3 separate regions of the Sus scrofa genome follow, and regions 1 and 2 are each linked to region 3. A link is a contact called in public HiChIP or PLAC-seq and promoter capture Hi-C data. All regions are on one chromosome and are shown on one strand. The core of a region is the stretch at or near the end of the contact, and the rest is flanking DNA. Distances in the headings are between cores, read along the strand shown.

The links. Promoter capture Hi-C pulls out the DNA fragments that hold promoters and counts their contacts. HiChIP or PLAC-seq counts read pairs in DNA pulled down with a chosen protein or histone mark.
Region 1: a contact with region 3 is called in a promoter capture Hi-C map of fetal liver, with 2.9 times the contacts expected there. The contact joins the promoter of IARS here to the promoter of FGD3 in region 3. A contact is called at or near these places in 2 of 5 promoter capture datasets (fetal liver and liver) and 1 of 2 datasets of contacts at active chromatin or transcription factors (alveolar macrophages).
Region 2: a contact with region 3 is called in an H3K27ac HiChIP or PLAC-seq map of alveolar macrophages. The contact joins the promoter of NOL8 here to the promoter of FGD3 in region 3. A contact is called at or near these places in 2 of 5 promoter capture datasets (fetal liver and liver) and 1 of 2 datasets of contacts at active chromatin or transcription factors (alveolar macrophages).

Annotation. Positions count from the first base shown.
Region 1 is chr3:42,020,505-42,024,005 of Sscrofa11.1, forward strand. IARS (isoleucine--tRNA ligase, cytoplasmic) reads right to left here and starts at 2,106. Exons shown (of 33, transcript XM_021086986.1): 1 at 1,969-2,106.
Region 2 is chr3:42,051,271-42,054,789 of Sscrofa11.1, forward strand. It overlaps NOL8 (nucleolar protein 8), which reads right to left and starts at 1,779. Exons shown (of 17, transcript XM_013995776.2): 1 at 1,440-1,779; 2 at 241-468. The coding sequence starts at 379. It overlaps CENPP (centromere protein P), which reads left to right and starts at 2,096. Exons shown (of 8, transcript NM_001315813.1): 1 at 2,096-2,205. The coding sequence starts at 2,099.
Region 3 is chr3:42,455,497-42,459,245 of Sscrofa11.1, forward strand. It overlaps FGD3 (FYVE, RhoGEF and PH domain-containing protein 3), which reads left to right and starts at 1,576. Exons shown (of 21, transcript XM_021088137.1): 1 at 1,576-3,749. It overlaps BICD2 (protein bicaudal D homolog 2), which reads right to left and starts at 1,325. Exons shown (of 7, transcript XM_021088132.1): 1 at 914-1,325. The coding sequence starts at 1,153.

The sequences.
Region 1 (3,501 bases), core at 856-3,355, 430 kb before region 3:
CGAAAAAGTTCAGAAAGTATCACTCCAGCTCCATCACACTCTTTGACACTGTTAAGAAACAAAACTGATTTGCTGACTTACTGCCTTCCTGTTTCAGGCCATTTCTCCACATACTCTAGCACTACTCAGCTTAAGTGTACTCTTTTTTTGCCAATTTCTCAATTTCAAAATTAATGTCCTCTTCTTCTGAATCTGTTCCTCTCCTATACATTGTGGTTTACACATATTGTATGCTCCCACACTTTCCAATTCAAATGTGAACTTTTGGCATGAGCATTTTACCATCTAACCTCTTACTATTATCTTGCCATGTTCTTACAAATCTAAGTGCTCAGAAAACATTTGTTTGAATGAATCCCTTTGTCAGCGTCCTTAGTTTCCACCTGTGAGACCCCTCCCACCTGCCTTTCTAATCTATCCAACTCCATGGGTTCCTCTTGGCAACAGTAATGGATAAGAGGGTTGGCTTTGGAATTAGACAGTTTTGGTGCCACAACTTAGTGTGTGAGCTATAGGAAAAGCTACTCAACCTTTAAACCTCAATTCTATCATCTGCAAAATAAAGGCTGTGAATATTCACAATGCTACTTTAATGTTAATGGCTATCACGACTCACACGTCACCTATGTAGACTACCATTATTATTTCTTTGTCCTCAAAATCTACAGTTCTACTCTGTTGTCCTGCCCAGTCACTATATCATCTTTCCAAAAAAATTTTTTTTTCTTTCTTAGCCGCCCTGCGGCATATGGAGTTCCCCGCTCAAGGATAAGATCCAAGCCGCAGTTGAGGATGGGCAACACTGGATCCTTTAACCCACCGTGCTGGGCTGGGGATTGAACCTGCGTCCAGGAGCTGCAGAGGTGCCACGGAAACCGTTGTGCCACAGTAGAAACTCCAAATCTACATTTAGCTGCCTTTTCTTCCCTTTAATTCACTCTTTAATCACTTGGGAAGAGAATATATTGTCCACCATCTTACTGATATTTACTTTTTAAATTTGTTTTTTAAAAGTTCAACATATTACAAGAGATCCCTAAATCAACTGCTTTGTCTCTGGTTTCATGCTTCCTGAGCTCTCTGAAAAACCTGAATGAATGCTCCAAGTAATACTGTCCCATCTAATAAAAACCTCTTCTGTATTCTTTTCAAACGCTTCATTCAGGAAGAAAATCATAAATTCATAAAGCTGGAAGCTAAGCATCATCTCCCACTAGTTCCTCACACAGACCCTAAGGTGCAGTTACTACACCAATTTCCCATCTCCTGAATCACGCAAACCTAAAATCCTGTTATAGTTTACATTATGGTCTCCTGGAGTTTCTCCCACAGTTCTTAATCATCTTCAAGGCCCCAAACCCACTGCAGTGTCTGAGAAGCGTTCTCTTTCTCCCACCCCCCAGATTCCACTTTAGAACTGTCTTCTTCCTCTGTGCACTTAGAATACTGTATTATTATACTGTGTAAGGGCCGAGGACCGGGGATGCTGTGCTCACTTCCCTCTAGCCTCAGACACCCAGCAATAAAGGCTCCTTCAAGGAAGCCTAAGAATTTTTTCTTAAGAACACCTAGCCGTCCAAGTAATCTCGTCCACCTTCTGAAGCTCTCCAGCAAGCTCGGTAACACCAAATTCCCAGAACCACACCACGGTTTAAGCACTACCAGAACCCGAGGCTGAATATGAGGCCCTTCCAAGAGATGTAACCCTCCGCCCGCGAGCCAAACCAGGATTGCTGCCGGAGCCCGAGTTCTTTCGCTCCACTTAGACCGGGCCGCCACCCCCCATCTTTCCCTTGGAAACAGATTTGCACGAAACTAACGCACAGACCAGAAGAAATATTTTTTTAAAATTCTGTGTGGTCTCCTTGGGCAGGAAGGGGCGTACCTGAGGGGCCCGTAGGCAGGACAGAGTGACCTTAGGGAGTCCCTGCGGGCAGGACGGGGTGACCTGAAGATCCCCTATCGTACCTGAGGGGCCTTCGGACCGAAGTACCTCAAAAATCTTACGCCGGGGCCAGACGGCCTGAGGTGATGCAATGTTCTGAAAGCATGAGGCGAGGAGAAGCGGGGCGGTCTGCACCGGCCAATCAGAGAGCTCCGATTCACACCTATCAACAAGCAGGGCGCCAACTGGCCGCCTGGGTCCCGGGTCACGCCCACCCGACCTGCACTGCGGTGTGCTCTGGGAAAGCGGCAGTGCGACTCCCCGGACAGCTGCCAGTGAGTGGCGGCGACGTGCTGGGTGCTTCAACGCAACAAGGGCGACGGTGGTAGACAGGACCGTTTTGTGGCCTCTGGGGTGGGGACTGACTGGGGAGGGGCACTGGGAGGAGGCCGATGTTGTGCATAGTGACTGGATGTTTTTATACGGGCGTTTCCCGTTGCCGGTCTTCACCTCACTGTATACAGAACATAAGTCAATCTCACCAGGCATAAACCAAATCCAGTGACAGTGGACTCAGTAACTGTGCGGCTGTGAGTGTTCAGTCTCCAGGCTGCTTTCCTAAGTGACCGTTAAGTAAAGCAGCCCTAGCATTAGGGCTATTTTTTAGTGTAGTGGAATCTGCAAAAATGCAGAGTCTTGGGGCACGCACTAGGTCTGCTGAGACCCTGGAGTGACAAAAATATGCATTTTAACAGGCATCCTGTATAATTCTGCTGCACACTAAAATTCCTGACCTGCCTATCTAAAAGGACACTCCTACTTCCTAGGGAAATGTAGAAGCTGCAGAAAGTCTGGGAGGAGCTGAAGCACTGATGGTCTGTGGTGTTCAGGGAAGCCTCTTCTGTGTTCTTCAGTGCCACCTCCAGAGTTCTAATGAATTTTACTGCAGAAATTACGTTAAACAGCCACATGGAGAGCTGTAACAAAAAGGAAGGAAATGTCTGACAAACTTTATAATTACTGCATCTTAAGGTCTCCTATATTGAAAACAACATATTTGCATATTTGTCTGCTAACATATATTTATTATCACTGCTGTGAGTCTGCCCAGCACATTCTGGATCTCCTGGTCAAAAACCAAAGGGACTCCGGAGCCATGAAAACAACAGGCATTGGCAGTAGACACTATGAAGGAAATTTTAAATTTTAGCTCTTGACAAAGTTAAGAGTGATTATATATGTAACTGTAGTGTATCAGATAGAGGGACAGGGAAAAAAACTCATCTGACTGAGAATATGTATAAAACATGTTGATAAGCTTCACTAAGAACATTTTGATAGTCTGTGTAGCATTCATTCAAGTCACTTATGGTTTATATAACCAGTTTATTTAGGGTTTAGGAACACCCTAAAGGGGTCAGAGTAAGGGATTTCACATCCTTGCCCAAAGGGGGAACTCTTATTAACTAGCAGTACTTGGAATGAGTTTTAATTTTCAAATTCCTCAAGTTGCCACCTTGGTCAGTTCATTTTATTATCTATCCAGACAGCCTAGGTTAGAGTAAGACAGAGGGTTTCCAGACAGATATGTCTGGGGGAAAAAAAAAAAAAAAGGT
Region 2 (3,519 bases), core at 529-3,028, 400 kb before region 3:
ACATGTTTCAGAAATTGGATGTTTAAGAATTTAGAATTTTTTTGATTTCAGAATCAACTCTGGGCATAGAGAACATCTCCAGGACACTGGTGGGGTAGGGGGTTCCTACAATAGCATCATATAATGAACTACCTATCGTTTTTAGTGTTCAGGGCGAACAGTCATCTCTGGGGGTTCCTTTATTTTGTGATATTTGAGTTACGTATGCCTTTAATTACTCACAAAGAACCATAAATTTACCTTGGTCATCTTTCCTAGTGATAATCTCCACATCAGAAACTTCTCCAAACCTGTTGAACTGATTTTGTAGGTCTCCTTCAGAAATGTTCTGGCCAAGGCCACCCACAAAAAGGCGCTTTGTTTCTTTGCTGGCTTTCATCAATGCTGGGCATACACTCAATGTGTTCCAGTGGAAAAAATAATTTTCTGTCTACAGAGAAGAGTTCTTTCCCTTATATCTTCTCAAATCTAAAACAAAACAAAACAAATTAAAATAACCCCAACCCCAACCCTTTTCCCTGAACCTTCTATATCAAACCAGTTGCCTGGACATGTGTTTCATTTCCTATTTTACTGCTTTCAAATTTTATCCCTGGAGACTGTTGAAGCCCTCCATGAATGCATTTTGGAACAGCACCTCAACATAGACACAAGTACAGGCAATTATTTTCCCTCTAAATGATCACAATATTATACCCTTCTTTTTACTTGTCCATATTGTTAGGTGTTTTTCCTTTATTCATTCATACATTCATTTATTCATTTTAACAAACGCTGCCAGGAATGGGATGGGGCAGGTTAATACCCCATAGTGCTATGAGAGGCAGGCAAAAGTACTGCAATACTATGTCACAATAGAAATATCTACAGTGTTGTTCAGGCACACAAAGAGCAATTGATACCGCTAACATAGTTTTGTTTTTTTTTTTTTTTTTTAAGGCACTATGTGCCAGCGTTGTATGAAGCAGTTTGCAGGCATTTGGTTTTCAGATTATCAGGGTAAGTGAAGTCACTTTCCGAATGCCATTCAGAGAATTAGCTGTGAAGCCAGGATTATAATCCAAGTGTAATTTCAGAACCTGTAATTCTTAACACTATACTAGGGAGGTTGTTGGATCAGAAGCGACTCGGAAACTCTTCTGTGATTTGAGGCCCGTCGTGAGATCTCCAATTCAGTTTAGGACCCGGCAGCCTCAGCTCCCAGCCGGCTCCTCCTCCCAAACTGACAGTCTCCTCCCCAAAGACCCCAAAACAGCGCCCAAGAGCCCAGAGCATGGCTCCGGTCTGGGCACGAGCCGGCAGCCATCTACAATTTACTGGTAGCTTCCGCCGCCCCCAACCTACCCGCCCTAGCCTCCTTCCTCTGAGAACAAAAGGCGAGCAGAGAGAAGGTAGGCCAGTTTGTCCCGTGACATCGCTTGCCCCGACCCACTCCTCACCACTTCGTCCTCTACGTCGAGCGCTGCTTAGGGCCCTGACTTCTAGTCACGTGTCCCAACAAGTGCCATCTCTCTTCCTTCCTCCTCTATTTCCAACCCAGCATCTTAAGGTTCCATTACAAAACTCAGTACCCCAGTGCTCTTTATTTCGTCTGCAGTCTTCTGAGCGACCTCGATGCCTGTCACCCTGCGTCAACCTCTGCAAAAGACCCCAAACTAAAATTCCCTAATTCACACTAAAGAGGGTCATCGCTTTGTGTTCTCCTGGATGAAGTCGGCGGAAGTGGGGCAGGGGAGAAAAATACAGAGGCTCTCGGTTCCAGCACTCCCGGAACCTCCTCTTCTGTGACGTAGGCATCCTCGTTGCTTCCAGCCGCCTCTGGGTCGGGGGTGGACAGCAGCATCCTTGGCCTTCGGGTTAGAGGGAATTAACCTCTTGAAGTGTAGGTAGGGACTGCGGAGGGACAGCCGTTAACTAGTACACAGGGACAGCAACGGTCCCCGGATGCTTACGAGCGCTGGGTATGTGCGAGGGGATCGCGCGCCGTTCCCCTGCCTCCCCAGCCGATCTCTGGGATGGTTCGCGCCATCCGCGCGCGAGGCTTGAAGAGCGGGCGGTGGCGCGCTTCCACCAGGCAGTTTCTTGTCAGTGCCTCACCATGGACTCCCTTCGCGCTGAGGCCGACGCCTTGGAAGCCGAGATCAAGGCCTTGAGGCGGGCGTGCGTGGAGCTACCGGCGCCGGGTGAAGACACCTCACCAGTCCGGTACGTGGCCTTCCTCAGACTCGGTGGGAAGGATGAAAATCTCTCCACTCCGGGTTCTCGGACCTCCGTCGGTCACAGACTTTCCCGAGCACCAGACGTGGGCTGGAACTCATTATCTACAAAGCTAAGAGTGAGGAGTCCACGCGTGGGCCGCATTGTAAACGCTTACCGTGTATTAACCGATTTAATCGCAGTCAGGGGGAAGGTGTTTTTCTTTCAGTTCTCTTTCTCTTGCTGATAACTATCTAGGTGAAAGCCTTGCTTATTTCCTTAGCAACCTTGCTTTTAGTAGGCAGCAGTATCTAGTTAAGATTTAATGACTATTTGTTTTCATGTTATTTGTTTTTATAGGTCACTTAACTGTGACAATTGATACTGATTTACTGGTTTTTCGTTTATGTTAGTGACAGGTGATTTCCTCTGAGAAATAATTTAGGTTAAAAAAAGTAAGTTGATGTAAGAAAAATAGATAAGGAATTCCCGTGTGGCTCAGCAGGTTAAGAACTCAGCCTTGTCTTGGTGAGGATGCAGCTTGGATCCCTGGCCTGGCCCAGTAGGTTAAGGATCCCGTTACTGAAAGCTTGGTATGTAGTCACAGATGCGGCTTGGATCTGGTGTTGCTGTGGCTGTGGCATCAGCCTGCATTTGCAGCTCCAGTTAGACCCCCTATCCCTGGAATTTTCATATGCTTCAGGTGCTTCAGGTTAAAAAAAAAAAGGAATATAGTTTGTAGGAGAATTTGGCAAAAGCTGCAAAGATGATTGTCAAATACCCGCAGGTAGGGAAGCATCCCAGTAGCAGAGGTGGGGGAACTCCCTGTCTAAAGGGGAACAGAGCCCTTTGAACTGAGGGGTAGAAATAGCTGGAGTGTTGTGTGCTGCAGAGCAGTAGCATCTTAACATTTTCGTTCCCAGCAACAGTCATGGTCTGTCCATTACTTACCAAGTGCCAGACTGAGAAATGCAAGGGTCTTTATGTGCATCATCTCTTTTAACACCTATGCCAATCTTCTGAGGTAGGTATTATTGTAAACCCTGTTTTAAAGTTAAGAAAACTTGGGAGTTCCCGTCGTGGCGCAGTGGTTAACAAATCTGACTAGGAACCATGAGGTTGTGGGTTCGATCCCTGGCCTTGCTCAGTGGGTTAAGGATCTGGCGTTGCTGTGAGCTGTGGTGTGCGTCGAAGATGCGGCTCGGATCTGGCGTTGCTGTGGCTGTGGTGTAGGCCAGCGGCTACAGCTCCGATTCTCGACCGCTAGCCTAGGAACCTCCATATGCCGCGGGAGCAGCCCTAGAAAAGGCAAAAGAACAAAAA
Region 3 (3,749 bases), core at 326-2,825:
CTTCTTCCTCCCCACCTCCACAACAAGGCTGGGGAGTCAGGGAGGACTGGGAGAGAAAAGGATGTTTAAATCACCCATGAGAATTACTTTGTGGGAAGGCTGCCTAGCTCTCTGGCTGCAAGATTCTCTGGCCACCTTGGGATCCACCTTGCAGATCTCCCAAGTGTATATCGCACAGGAGACACAAGGCTCTATCAATGACAAGCATCCACAGACCTGTCACCCAATTGCAAGGAAGGGCCTGAGAAGGCAGCCAGGACAGGAAGTGGACAAAGGAAGCACTGTATCCCAGAGAAGTAACTAGTGGGGAGGTCAGAGAGAGCTGAGCACGGGGAGGGACAGTGGGGTAGTCCAGGCAGTGGCCACATGCAAAGCAAGCCCCCGACTTGGCCCTGGTATGGCCTCACAGCGTTCACGGAAGACTGTGAGACCGCTGAAGGCGGCTGAGTCCAGATGAAAGAAGTAATGTGCCTGTCCTTCCCCAGGCGGTCACCTGTGTCCATCCCATGCCCCCACCCAGAAAGCCAAATACCGCAAAGGACGCCACCCCACCGTGCCCAAGACCTGGCATCAGGAGCCTGTAGACAGGCTGGCCACACGGCCCCACAGCAGCCCTTGCCACAGAGACCAGAATTTCTACAGCGCGCACTGCCCACCACATCTGGGGCCCGCCCCCCACAGCAGCGCAGCCTCCGACCCAGGGCGCCCCAGTGCTGGCCTGAAAGGCCTGGGATATGAGGTCGGTTCGGGGGTCCGCCTGTCCCGGGGTCGAGGTCAGTTTGGCCTGGGTCGGAGGACAGCTCTGGGGTCGGCGCTGACGTCTGTCTGACCCGGGGGTGAGGAGTCCGGGTCGGGTGTGGGGATTGGCCGGGGTGGGGGCGCGGAGGGCGTGGCGGCGGCCGCCCTTCCTTACCTCCTTGAGCTGCTCCATCTCGCTGCGGATAGCCTCATAGTCCACCTCAAGCTCCTCAAACTGTAGTTTTAGCTGATGCTTCTCCTCAAGCACTGCCAGCCCGTACTCGGCCGCCTGGATCTTCTCACGCGTGGTTTCGGCCAGCTCGTGCGACAGCCGCTTCACCTCTGCGCGCAGCCACTCCGGCTGCGCCTCCATCACGAGCCGCGCGTACTCCTCCTCTTCGGACGACGCGGACATGGTGGCCACGGCCGGGGTCGTGCCACTCCCTCCGAGGCTCAAGCCCGGCTCCCGCCCGCCGCCCCTGGAACCGCCGCCGCCGCCACCCAGCCCGACGGCGCCCGGGCCACCGCCGCTGCCGCCGCCGCCGCCACCACCACGCAGCCGCAGTAAGCTCGCTGTCGCGCGGGGCACTGTGGGGACCACAGTCCCGCCCGCGGGAACTACAAGACCCGACGTGCTTCACGCGCAGTCTTCTCCCGCCCGTGATTGGCCTGCGCCCTGTCCCGGGCCGCCCCGTCCCATGCTGTCGCCTCCGCAGCCGCCGCGCGGGGCAATGTGGGGTACGTAGTCCCGCTCGCCCACCGACTACAAGACCCGTCGTACCCTACGACCGCCAGCCCTCGCCCGCGATTGGCCTGCGCAGCTGCCGTCGCAAGGCCGGAAACTGATATTTTTCCGGTGCCCCCAGCGGTACTTACGAGGCTAGGGTCGGCGGTGCGCTGGGTGGCCGGGGTGGCCGTGGACTGCGCTGAGCGGTGGGTGGGTGGAGCCGGGCACGGTGCTAACCGCCGTGAGTGGAACGCCCGGCGCGGCGGGGGCACCGCGGGCGGGGTGGCTGTGAGGACAGTAATCCGGTGGCTCAGACAGGCGAGGCCAGCCTAGCCCAGGACGTATTTAGTGGAAGATATGGTCAAACCGCTAGCAGTAGAGCCCACCTTCGCCTCAAATAAGTACGAAACGCCTCCTGCTTGTTTTCTAAGAATTAGGCATTTCCATGCGCCCTAGGATTATCCAGGTCACTGCAGTGGCCTCGAATCAGAGACGCGTGGCCAGCCAGCGTCGCGTCCCTGCCCTACCCTTGTAGCATGGGTTCTAGTTAAGTCCTTACTCTCGCTCAGGCTGGGAGACTTTCTCCCTCTTTGTCTCTTTGACCTTGATCTTTCTGAGGCATGCAAGCCATAAGTGTACACACCGATGCATCCCCATGGTTAGATTAGGTTATGCACTTTGGCAGGAGCATCAGGGTGCTAAATTCGCAGAATCCTGTCAGGAGGCAAGGGTATTCCTTTGTTATTACTATCCTATGAGAAGGCAGTTTAGATTTTGCAACTATCCCGTCACTCCTCAAGCTCTTGAAATTTTTATTGAGGTATTCTTGATTTATGATACATGAGTAAGGTGTACAACACAATGATTCACTATTTTTAAAGATTGTGCTCCATTTATAGTTATTATAAAATATTGATTATATTCCCTATGCTGTACAATATATCCTTTTAGCTTAAGTATTTTATAATTTGTACCTCTTAATCCCTTACTCTTATTTTGCCCCTCTCGCCTTTCCCTCTCCTCACTGATAACTACTAGTTTGTTCTCTTTATCTCTTTATCTACTATTAAAAGTGATAACATATACTATTTGTCTGACTTATTTAGTATGATACACTAGGTTCATCCATGTTGTTGCAAATGGCAAAATTCCATTTTATATATATACACCACATAATCTTTATTATCTGTTAATGGACATTTAGGTTTCTGTAACTTGGCTATTGTAAATAATGCTGCTATGAATATTGGGGTGCATGTATCTTTTCAAATTAGTATTTTCCTTGGATATATATCCAGGAGTGGAATTAATGGATCATATGATGGTTCAATTTTTAGTTTTTTGAGGAACCTTCATACTGTTTTCCACAGTGGCTGCACCAACTTAACATTCCTACCAACAGTGTACAAGGGTTCTCTTCTCCATGTCCTCACCAACTTGTTATTTGTGGCCTTTTGATGATGGCCATTCTAGATGTGTGAGGTGATATCTCATTGTGGTTTTGATTTGCATTTTTTTGATAACTAGCAATGTTGAACACCTTTAAATGGGCCTGTTAGCCATCCATATATCTTCCTTGGAGACCTTCTATTCAGGTCTCCAGCCTATTTTTTTAATCGGTGGTTTGTTTTTTCGATATTGAGTTGTATGAGTTCCTCAAACTTTCTACCAGTTTCCATTGATATTTCTTGCCTAAATGAATTACCATTATACTTTTTTTTCTGTTTTCATCATTCCTTCTGTACTTATTCCACTTCGTCGAAAGATATTTCATTCATTAGTGGTATGGATTTGTGGGTTCTTATTTTACCTAATGAGTTACAATCCATTACTCTCCTTATTCACTTAAATGTTCAAATATGGCACATGTGGCCAGTAGGAGCTCGTCCAGCTGGCTCTGTGTCCTTTCAACATGCCATGATTTTTGAGCATTTTCTGACTTTCTAGCAAAGTTGTTCCAGTATTGTCTTGTACTCTCTGTCCCAGACCTGGAATCAACCATTTCTCCAAGGAGCCCTGATTCCTTTCAGTGGTTTGATTTGTATGAGGAAAAACTGGCATAATTTTACTTGTGAAATTTAAAAAAATTCAGCAGGTTAAGGATCCGGTTTTGTCACTGAAGCAGCTTGGGTCACTGCTATGGCGTGGATTCCATCCCTGGCTTGGGAAGTTCTACATGCCCCAGGTATGGCCAAAAAAATTCAATAAAAATTTTAAATTAAAAAAAAATTGTAGGGCAATACTCCTACCCATAGTAGGAGTAGGATGTCCAGTCAGCCTGTCT